Regions from separate parts of the Zeugodacus cucurbitae genome. Here region 2 is linked to region 1. Evidence: chromatin contacts called from public Hi-C data. All regions are on one chromosome and are shown on one strand. Each heading gives the region's core, a stretch centred on a gene start, on an enhancer-like site or on the middle of the called end of the contact. The rest is flanking DNA. Distances are from core to core; before and after follow the strand shown. Region 1 holds the start of LOC105214015 (protein O-mannosyl-transferase Tmtc3). Region 2 holds the start of LOC105214022 (protein king tubby).

The links. Hi-C and Micro-C count contacts between places; a contact is called where the count stands out from the background.
Region 2: a Hi-C map of whole body shows a contact between it and region 1, with 7 times the contacts expected there. The contact joins the promoter of LOC105214022 here to the promoter of LOC105214015 in region 1. A contact is called at or near these places in 2 of 2 Hi-C or Micro-C datasets (both in whole body).

The regions. Positions count from the first base shown.
Region 1 is chr6:26,663,349-26,668,695 of idZeuCucr1.2, forward strand. It overlaps LOC105214015 (protein O-mannosyl-transferase Tmtc3), which reads left to right and starts at 3,353. Exons shown (of 6, transcript XR_008471688.1): 1 at 3,353-3,805. It overlaps LOC105214016 (protein mago nashi), which reads right to left and starts at 3,172. Exons shown (of 3, transcript XM_011187170.3): 1 at 3,012-3,172; 2 at 2,685-2,950; 3 at 2,347-2,627. The coding sequence starts at 2,945. The coding sequence ends at 2,445. LOC105214018 (membrane-associated guanylate kinase, WW and PDZ domain-containing protein 1) reads left to right here. Exons shown (of 7, transcript XM_054233047.1): 5 at 1-150; 6 at 222-504; 7 at 588-1,913. The coding sequence ends at 1,072.
Region 2 is chr6:26,820,593-26,825,965 of idZeuCucr1.2, forward strand. LOC105214022 (protein king tubby) reads right to left here and starts at 2,290. Exons shown (of 9, transcript XM_011187181.3): 1 at 1,376-2,290; 2 at 1,135-1,199; 3 at 694-1,061. It overlaps LOC105214024, which reads right to left and starts at 4,600. Exons shown (of 2, transcript XM_054232974.1): 1 at 4,377-4,600; 2 at 2,909-3,789. The coding sequence starts at 4,509. The coding sequence ends at 2,996.

The sequences.
Region 1 (5,347 bases), core at 2,103-4,602:
CAGGCGCTTGGCTTTGGGTTTCGCATTGTTGGCGGCACGGAGGAGGGCTCACAAGTGACAGTGGGTCACATTGTGCCCGGTGGTGCCGCCGATAATGACCATCGCATTAATACAGGGGACGAGATACTCAGCATAGACGGTATCAATGTGGTAAGTTGTTTATTTGAACATGACAAGGGTTTTAGACAACTATTATTTGTATATTCATCTCTATGCCGAAGGTCAATTCGTCGCACCACAAAGTTGTTTCACTAATGGGTGAGGCGGCATTGCGAGGTCAAGTGACTATGATACTGCGTCGTCGCTTGCGGTTAACACAACACCAACCACAATTATTGCAATCACAACAGCAACAATTACCCTTACCGCTACCGCCGCCATTAAACATGCCCATGCGCAATACATACCGATATCCATATGATGTTATAGTCAGTCGACACGAGTCCGAAGGCTTTGGGTTTGTGATTATATCGTCATCAAATCAATTCTACGGCTCCACAATCGGTAAGTATGGCAGAAATATTTATATATTACGGCTCAAACGGATTGTGTAATGATTGTAATGCGGCTTCTACTTGTTTTTGCAGGAAAATTGATACCCGGCAGTCCAGCCGATCGTTGTGGTGAGCTGAAAGTGGGTGATCGTATCATCGCTGTTAATCGCATAGATATTTCCGGTATGTCACATGGTGATGTAGTCAATCTCATAAAGGAATCGGGGCTACATGTGCGTTTGACAATCGGTTGTCCAAAAGACGCCTTGACAACACCCACCTCTACGTTGGGCACACAAAATTCAGCATTAATCGTCAACTCCGCACAAGTGTCGCCAGGTCAGCTGTCGCAAAATCAATTAATATATACACCGTTGACAACACAACAACCACATAAACCACAGATATCGCCAAATTTATTGTCAAACAATCAAAATGGTGGCAACTACTTTATGGAGCAACCGCGAACGAGCGCAGCAACAACAAATTTTGTACAACAACAACAGCATACACATTCGTCATTGCAGCAACAGCATCAGCAGCAACAACAACAGCAATTGCTGCCACCACAATTATGACTTTGAGACTTACGCATAAGACTCTATAAAAGTTTCCTTTAGCACAACAACGTTGTATATACGAATATTTTATAGGCGCATAAATTTTATAATTTTTTATATTGAAATTTAAAAAAATTAGCATGTATTAATGTTTATGTAGTTATTTGTACGATTTATAATATTTGTATCTATTAATATATAACTACATGCAAACTTTTTTCAATACATTTGTATGTATATATTAATATTTAATACTTAGAAATATGTAAAGAAAGCATGTATGAGTTGAAAGTGTGTTAGTGAAAACAATAATGTTTAAATATTTCAACTCATTCGTTCTACATTTACACACTTAACCCGTATTGTATCCCAAAGACTGAAATTAGCCCCGTGCGCTATTAAGATGCGTCGTCAAAAGCCACAAACAAATTTAGAAAACAATTTTTACCAGTTAAGCATTTCATATTAGATACGTATATACAAAATTGTTACAATTTTTAAATTTACAAAAAAAAGTATATATATATATATAGGATATGTGCAGAGAATTTGCATTTATTTACTCTAATGCACAAGCATGTTACATTTAATCGCAGTCTATTACTTACATATGTACATATATATGCATATAGTAATAAATTTTTAGCAATATAAACATACATATCTACTGAAAATATTATATATAAAATTAAGTATTAATTTTCATATTATGCATCAGTCTTAAAACAGTAAAATTACAATTTATACAACCTGCAGTAGCCTTATGTAACCAGTGTCACCTTATATTTTTACTTATGTTAAAAACTGAATGCTAATAATGTTAATATTTTACTATTTTGTGTTGGAATAAATTTTTGCGAAAATAACAAAACATATCGAAAAATAACAACTTTAGTTTTATTTATATAAAATTAAATGCATTTGAAGACTTTTTATTTTATAAAAAGGCCAAAAACAAAGATTTCGGAGTCCCTTCTTCACCTAATCACCCAACCCAACACGTCTGACACTACTTTCCATTTGGTCCGACCCTATCGAAATAGCACGTTTCGTGGGGCTCCAGTTGTTTGAGATACTTACCCAAGTGTTGATAAAACACTAATAAATTTGTTGTTTTTGCTACAGCGATATAAAATATTATACTAATAATTATAATAAACGCTGCTCATTTGGCTAATCTGTTAGCTGTTAGATATATATATTCCATACGTCTTTTGTAATTCGTTTCAACGTATTCGAGTGCCCTAACTATTGCCTTAACGCGCATGAAAACTTTGATTGAAATCACAGGGTTTATAGGTATGTTTACATTTTAATTGAGTTATAATATAGTTTTGCGAATACAAAATGGAAATTAAATAAACACATGTCAGTTTTAATGCTACTGCTATTATATTGGCTTAATTTTGAAATGTAGTCCAATGAGTGAAAATACCAAACACTTTAAATCCTGTACTAAATAGTAGAAACAGCGGAGTCCTTCGGGATCTTTTGAACGATTCACATCGACTAACGAACCAGTTTTCGATGTTGTAAAGGAGATATGTTCATCGCCTATGACAATTTCCAACTCCTAAAGTAGGTATATAATTAAGTTTACATACATATAGAATACAAATATTTTGTTAACCTGTCTGCCTACGCGATCCGGCGGTGGCCATGGTGAATCATCTTCAGCCATAATTTCTGAATCCAAAATGATTCGCTTTAGTTCTTCCATTACCGACTGGTGTACAAACGCTTCCTTGCGGATCATTGTGTCGTTTTTGTAGTTCGAGTTGTTGGCATAGCGCAGTTTACCATCCGGCCGAAATTCGAACTCCAGAAACTCATGGCCAAACTTGCCTTTATGGCCAACATAGTAACGCAAATAGAAATCCTCCGTAGTCATAATATCTAGCAATAACAAGCGTTTAATGAAATTGTTTAATTATTATTCAGTCTTTCGTTTGCTAACCTATTTTTCCGGGTTTAGTGCCGTGCCAAACGTCAAATTGTGCGTCAAACTTTCTCCAGTCTTATTTCTATGTTGCCACACTGTGTAAGTTTTCGGAGACCGCGGTGATGTTGAAATCAAATCTTTAAATTCTAGACAAAAGACAAATTTCCTGTAATTTGAACAGAATAATTTTAAATAAAGCTTAAAATTAAAAAAACTTTCTGGAAGAAAGGAAAATTTATGTATTTAGTCTGAAATTAGTTTTGATCTAAAATTTCTTAATCCAAATTGTCTACAAAGTCTACAATTTACATTTGTTTAGATGGCAACGTTTATTTATACAATATTCGCGTTACCAACAACTTTACATAAATGCGAATGATAGTTTAAAATAAAGTACGCATTTATTATTCTCGTGATTTATTGAACGTGCTAATAGAAATTTAATATTATTTAATTAGATTGCAATTAAACAATTAATTTATAAGCATCCGCAAGTTTGTACTGGAGTTACAAAGAATTGGTTGGAAAAAACAAGTATGCGCATCAAAAACAACAATGTTGCCGCCTGTAACAGCTGCGGTAGCAAAACCTATGGCGGCAACAACAATGTTGATAGCAGCGACGTCGACAAAGTCATTTGCTACAAAGTAGATGAAGAAAACAGAGGCACAGCAGTAGCAGCGAAAAGTAAAGATGTAGATTCCAATTGAAGTACATAGTTGTGAAAAATTAATGGATACTTTGAATTAAGGCTTTAAAAGTTGAAAAAAAGTAGCAATTAATGCAGCTTTAAGTTGAATTTCAAGCAGGTAATTTAAATAACTCCCTAATTGTGTAATATAAGAAAAAACAACTGTAAATATTTTTTCTTACTGAACGAATGTGTGGTGATGTAAAGCACAAGTTTTTGTTATTGTAAAGCTGCAATTCGCAAGGGCAGAATATGATGTGGTCGAATCGAGTTCCCCGTTCGCGGATAGTGGGGTAACAGGCGTGAGTTTGTCTCTACATATGTACATTACTAGTAGGTACATGTATTGTATAAAGCGCTTAAAAATGCATTTTTATTATTCACTTTTATACATCAAGGTAATAGAAAGTAGAAGCTTCAAAATGGTCGCATTGAAAACGGGAATAATTTTCGCGCCGAAAATATATAAAGAGCGAAGGAATAAGCGTTTATTTCGCTGACTGCTTTGATTATGTCGGTCAAAGTAATTTTACAAAGTCCATTGGGGCTGGTGTACGAAAACAACTGCAATGAATACGTGAGAGAATGGGACTCGCTTGCAATAGCTAACTCTCAAAAAGGTATTGTGCAGAAATCTACATATTGTCGAGCACGTGCCATCATGCTCTTTTAAATGTATTCCGGAGTACACAACACAGGAGAGTCGATTATTTGTTCATGCGGTTGTGTGATTGCATCAACAGAATATTTTCCGTTGTGGTTTCGTGCCGAGTGAAAGTGCATATAACAATGCGTTATTGAGCATGGGCTGCAGTGAACGGTCAAGCACACATACGCATACACAAAATTGTACTGTAGATGTGCAGACTGGTGTAGCATCTTGATTTTTACTCCAAAACTAGGAAACTCGGTCGCGCAACATTGTTGCTCAGTACCATATACATGTTGGTCGCCTGTAAAAGCCAAGTAATGGGGTGACTGCACAGTGAGGATAGCAGGAAACTGGCTCATCTGTGTAACCGGAAATGGGAGCTAAAGCAGGAGTAAAAAAAAGGACGTATATAAGCTTGTTGTTCTTGTATTTTGCGAATGCAATAAAACTGGTATGCTCGGCTGCAGGCTTGGTTGACATATCATACGTTGTGCTGTGTAAAATCGATGACATTGAGTGCAACATTGTAGAGCACCAGCTGCTCACGAGTAGTATAGCCTGGTGTGGTATCAGTTTTGCGTTGTAGCCACGTTTATAGCAAAAACAAAAATAACGCAATCCTGGTGCGATTTTTTATGTAATTTTTGACTTTGTGTGCAGATTTCGTTGTACCCTGCCTCAAAGGGCAATGAACGGTTGGCTTTCAAATAAGCCTGTGAACTACGAAATCTCGTTCAAAAAAAGAAAAATTATTTCTAACTGTTTTTCAGTGTATTCCAAACGTACATGCATGTGAATTTTATCGCTGTTACTGTCGCGTTACTTCATCTTTAATTCCTGTTGAAACGGTAGTATAAGTGAAGTGTTGTGCGGTGTACATTATTATGTATGTATATTGCAGACACCCTAAGTCGTCAGCAATTCTATGCAATAAGGCGATGGGCAGTCGGTATTTGGGACAGTAAATGTAAAGTTACTTTGTTGTGCACGTAGTACAGTATAAGCGGT
Region 2 (5,373 bases), core at 1,040-3,539, 160 kb after region 1:
TTTTTCGTAATATTTTTTCGAAAAAAAAAGTTTTTTTTATTTTTCACTAGCAAAATAATTTTTATACCATTTTCCTTTCCCTTTTATTATCTTATTCTTATCAATTCTATTTTATTTATTGTTAATTTTTTTATTTAAAAGATTCCACTTTTTATATTAAATTTTTTATTGTTTTATTTTTGCATATAAATTCTTTTTTCCAATTTATTTTAATACTTTTTGTTTGTATTTTAACCCACAAAAGTTGCAAAATACTACACAGTGTCGCTTCACCAAGATCTTATCCACACACACACAAACACATAAAATATCACACATAAGCCTTGCCACACAACAAAAGTGCTAAATTATTGCAACACAGTTTGTTTGTTGTTATTTTCATATATTTTGTTGTCACCTTGGTTGTGCTTGCAGTTTTGCCAATTCGCATATCATCAGCAATTTTCACAAATTCTTATTTCAAATATTATTTATTTTCAAAGACACTCGCCAACATACGAGTACACGCTTAGTTTAACAATGCAATGTTAAAAACAAATTGGCGATTTCACAGCACACAAAGTCAACATGAATGCTAAGTATGACGTCACTTTGAACAGTTGGAGTTGTAGAATAACAAAGGTGGAACAAGCTATTTTCAAAAAAAATATATATTTTTTTTATTAATAATTATTTTTTATAAATTTATTCCACCTTTTCCCAAAATATATTTAAATATTCTCGAATAACTTTTGAAATCAACCGCACGCTGCCGTCTTAAAAGTATACTGTCTGAACGGAGACGATATTTTTACAACCAACCGCACACGGCTTCATAAGGCGATAAACTGACTGAACTGTATATTGCGTACTGTGACACAGCAAACTGAAGTTGAACTGTCGACGACCGCACGACCTGCCGCTGTTGATGGTAAAATGGCAAAATATCCTGGCTGGTCGAATATCCTGTCGGCAGCAGCAGCAGCGATGACAGCTGTATTTGTGACTTCATGCAGTTTTCAACCCTCTTCCCCAATTGGCAGTTGCTGTGTGCTCTCTATCTCACTTCTTCGCTACAGTGACTGTTAAAAAAATACTGTTAATAACAGTGGCTAAATAACATACTTCATTTATATGCACAGCGCTCACTCTCACCTAGAGAGAACTCTCATTAACATCCGGCACTCATGTGCTCAATCACTCGCTGCAAACTAACCGCGCTGTTAAAAAATAAAATAAACAAACAGCTGATTTAACAGTCTGCAAACTACATACACATTTAAGGTTAATACATCTCATCTCAAAATGCACCACCGTTCGCTCAACTGCACTCTCTGTCTCTCATGCAGCTCGTACTCAATCTGCATAGTAATGGCATATTTTTTAGTATACTTACAAGTTGTTGTTATTGCTGAATTTGTATTCCATGCGGCAGCTGTGACTTTGAAAAACACCAACAACAACAACACTGAGTCATTGCAAAACAACTGCACTTTAAACCTGGGCGCTCGCATGCACCTTTATGCGCGTCTCGGCGTTACTGCAAAATTTTGCAGACAGCGTTGCATTTATTATTATTGCACGGCATACAAAGTAGTCGTCGTCATGTGGGTTAGGCGTTCACGTGTTGTGCGCGTCGATAAGGCAGTGCGGACAGTACAGGAGGTTCGTATATGCACTTACATGAAATGGTGAGGGTTGCGTGAGAAGACCGGTATCTTCTTCGATGTAGATCTTCGGTATGAAATTTATGTATTTTTTCATGGATTGGTAATATTCCAAGACAAGCAGGGAAGGGATTCTTATTTTAATCCAAGCAATTTTATTCCTTCATTGATATCTTTTTTTTTACTTTTTGTGAGTGAAGCATAGTGAAATCGAGGCTAATTTGTACTCCGCTGACCATTTCAATGCCTTCATCAAGGTTATATAGATGATATCTAACATATAATCCGCTATGAACCATCTAAAAAAGTAGTTTATTCGCAAATATGAATCGTCATCTCTTTCCCAAAATCATCGGATACCTCAGAGCTTAATATTTATGGCGTGTCTTTCAATGGTCTCGAGAGAATGTTTTCCTGTTTGAAATCTCCGATCTATACAAGTTCGGCAGATGGATTAAGAAGGAAACGTCAGGAGTCCAAAATACTTTACTTTTCTCGACCTTGTCACTGAGTTTTTGAAAGTTCCAACGATCTGGTACTTTAATTCTGACTACAACAACTATCCTGTTTTCCGTGCTTTAACGTTAATGATTTGAAATAAAGCTTTCTCCCTTCCGTGCTTCTGCAAACGGTTATCCGAACGTTAGGTCAGGCCATAAACGCGACAATCTGAAACTATAAGTTGTATTTTAAGCGGATATCACCCTTCAGGAGATATTGTTAGGACTTCTAAAACTTTCTAGTTATGAAGAAGCTTTTCGAAAAAGCGGGAAACTTTTCAAGAGTCCAAAGCTTAAAAAGCTGATATATTTTAACAAAAAAATTGTAGCTTCTGATATTAACTATCAAACACATTTTGAACTTTTGCAAACGGTCGCGCCGACGTCGGTTTAGACCCTACCCGAGACAAATCTGAAACTATGAGTTTTATTTTCAACGGAAGTCAGCTTCCAGAAGATAATATTAAGCTCTCTGGAGCTTTCTTGTCACAAAACTTTTCCTGAAAATTCGGGAATTGAAAGCTTAAAAGCTGTCATATTTGAAAAAAATATTTGAGGCTTCTAACATTAAGCCGTCTAGAGCTTTCTTGTTATGACAAAGCTTTCCTTGAAAACCCGGAAGCTATTCAGAGTCGAAAGCTTAAAAAGATATAGTTATTAACAAGATATTAGGGACTTTTGACAATAACTCAAAGAGTAGGGGGATTACACATAAAATGTGGTGTTACTTACACATTTTACCCATAAATCATAACCCAGAGCTTTTAATGGAAAACAGTTTATTTATTTACAAGTTAACAAATGGTAGACTTTAGATTGTGATATTTTCAAAATATGCAATATTAATAACTAATGCTTTGCGCCCAATTCATCCATTAAAATCTCCTGAAAACGTGTGCGCACGCGCAACTGCTGTACAATGTCCAAGCGATTCATATAAGGCAAAAGTGAACGGAAGAACAGTAAATTCTCATTATCCACACTCGCCTCCGTAGAAGTACGTAGCTCTATTGATTTTTCCAACTCCGTAGCCGTTCTCTTACTTGAACAATTATAGAGTTCATCGCGAATTTGTGGTGTAGCCGACGTCGTCTCGTTGTATTCTTCATCGCAGCGTCGCTTATTCCGCGTATACAACGGTTCCGCCATTTGTGGCGCGACCGCAACAAAAGGTGGTGGATCATATTCAATTTCAATTTTACCCTCATCACATGCATTCTCTACAACGTACTCTTCCTTACATTGTACTAATGGCACACTTTGCGAGGCATTTGCGAGCTCATGCTCCTCGTCGAGCGTGTAAACTTTGCGTATGCTCGGAAACTGTTGATTGTATGTGTCTGCAAGTACTGGTGACTCTTGTGAGGCTGCAATATCTTCGATTTGACTTTTACTCTCATCCCAGTCATTATCCGTCGAATCTGTGGAGCGTATATCGATTATTGACTCTGGTTTGATATCGATCACTTGTTTTCGAGGTGTATGTGTATTCAGCAAGAATATTAAACTATTAAAATGTGTCCATTTCGGTTTTTCAGGCTCCTCAATGTAATAATTTTCGCCCGAATTGTAGACTGGTACCTTTTTTAATTCCTTCAAGAATTGATCGCGCAGACTACGCCACTTAATTTTCGCTGTGGACTCTGTAAGTGGTATGAAGTGAAAGGGGGTTTAGAAATAATGAATGGTGAATGTTTTAAAAAATTATTGGTATTCATATTATTTTTTTTATATCCATATATATAAAGTTTAGAACTCACATAATCACCGCTGTGTCGGGTACTCATCGTCTAATATGCCGACAACAAAATCAACTTCATGAGCAAATACTATTCATGATAATCATATAGCACTTATAAAAATATTATAAATTGGTTCAAACTAGTTTTACGCAGCGTATGAAGTAATCGATAACATATATCGATATATGTACCTATACATACATATGTATAGAAGCAATGCGCACGATCTTCGCGTTTTCTTCAACAACAACGCAACTACATACATACATACACACATAAGAGAAGCTAATGACAATCATCGTTGTTTATTTACGCGCAGTTGTGTTTTCCCCGAATCGCTTTTGTATGTCTCTCTCTCACAAACCAAAAACGAGTTCTAACTATGAAAATTTCTAGCATCACTGTATTTATTGTTTATAACTACGGAAATATGCACTAGAATATATATTTTTTGTTTAATTCTTTTATCCATTTATTTAACTACTCACTTGAGATATTGCATGCGTCAGCCACTTCTTGCCAAAGCTTATCTGTTATTTTTTGTTGTTGCCTACCCAATGGTATTTTCTTCCTATCCCACAGAAATTCTCTTTTGCGTACTTCGTCTATGAAATCGTCCATCTTAATTCGTTGCTGTGCGCTTCGATACTGCGAGCATTGCGTTATTTTCGATGTCAGCGAACTCGCAGTTGACGCGATAAACGCAAATACATACCAACGGACAGAGTGTTGGCACGACGAATTCGAAAGAACAAAACACTCGTGAATACTTATCTGTATATGTATATATATGTGCATACTTACAGCAGCGTTGCCGTTTAGGTAGTTTCATTTGGTTTTGGTAATTTGGCTGGTAGGTTAAATAAAGGTTGTGGTAGGCGAAATTGTTCAGATGTACATATGTATGTAACTGCATCTACTAAGAATAATTTCAGGAATACTGTTCAGAAAACCACATAAAATGCTTGCTATTTCACAAACAAGATGACTTTGTTTAGAAGATGTAATTTGCAGACTTGTTTTTAATTAATTAAAATACTTATTTTAAAAAAATATTTAACAATATTATAAAATTTATATAATTAAAAAAAAAATGTTTTAAAAATAATTGTTAAAAAATTTCTTACATAAGATTAATATATATATTAAAGTATTTTTAAGATTTATTTTTTTACAAATATTATTAGTGAATCCTTTTAAAATTAATTTGAAAAAATATTAAAATACTTAATTTTTAATTTATTTAAATAAAAATATGTTGACAATTTTTGAAACATTTCTTACATATACATATTTATATATATGTAGATACATTTTTACAAATACGTAGATATATTTTCCTAGGTAGAACATAGGAGCTGTGAATACTTTAAAAATGCAATTTTGTTGAAATAAATATTTTCAACAATTAAAATTTCATTTTATAGAGAAAACAATGACATTTTTATAATTTAGAATTATTTTTAATATAAACAAGTAAGGAAA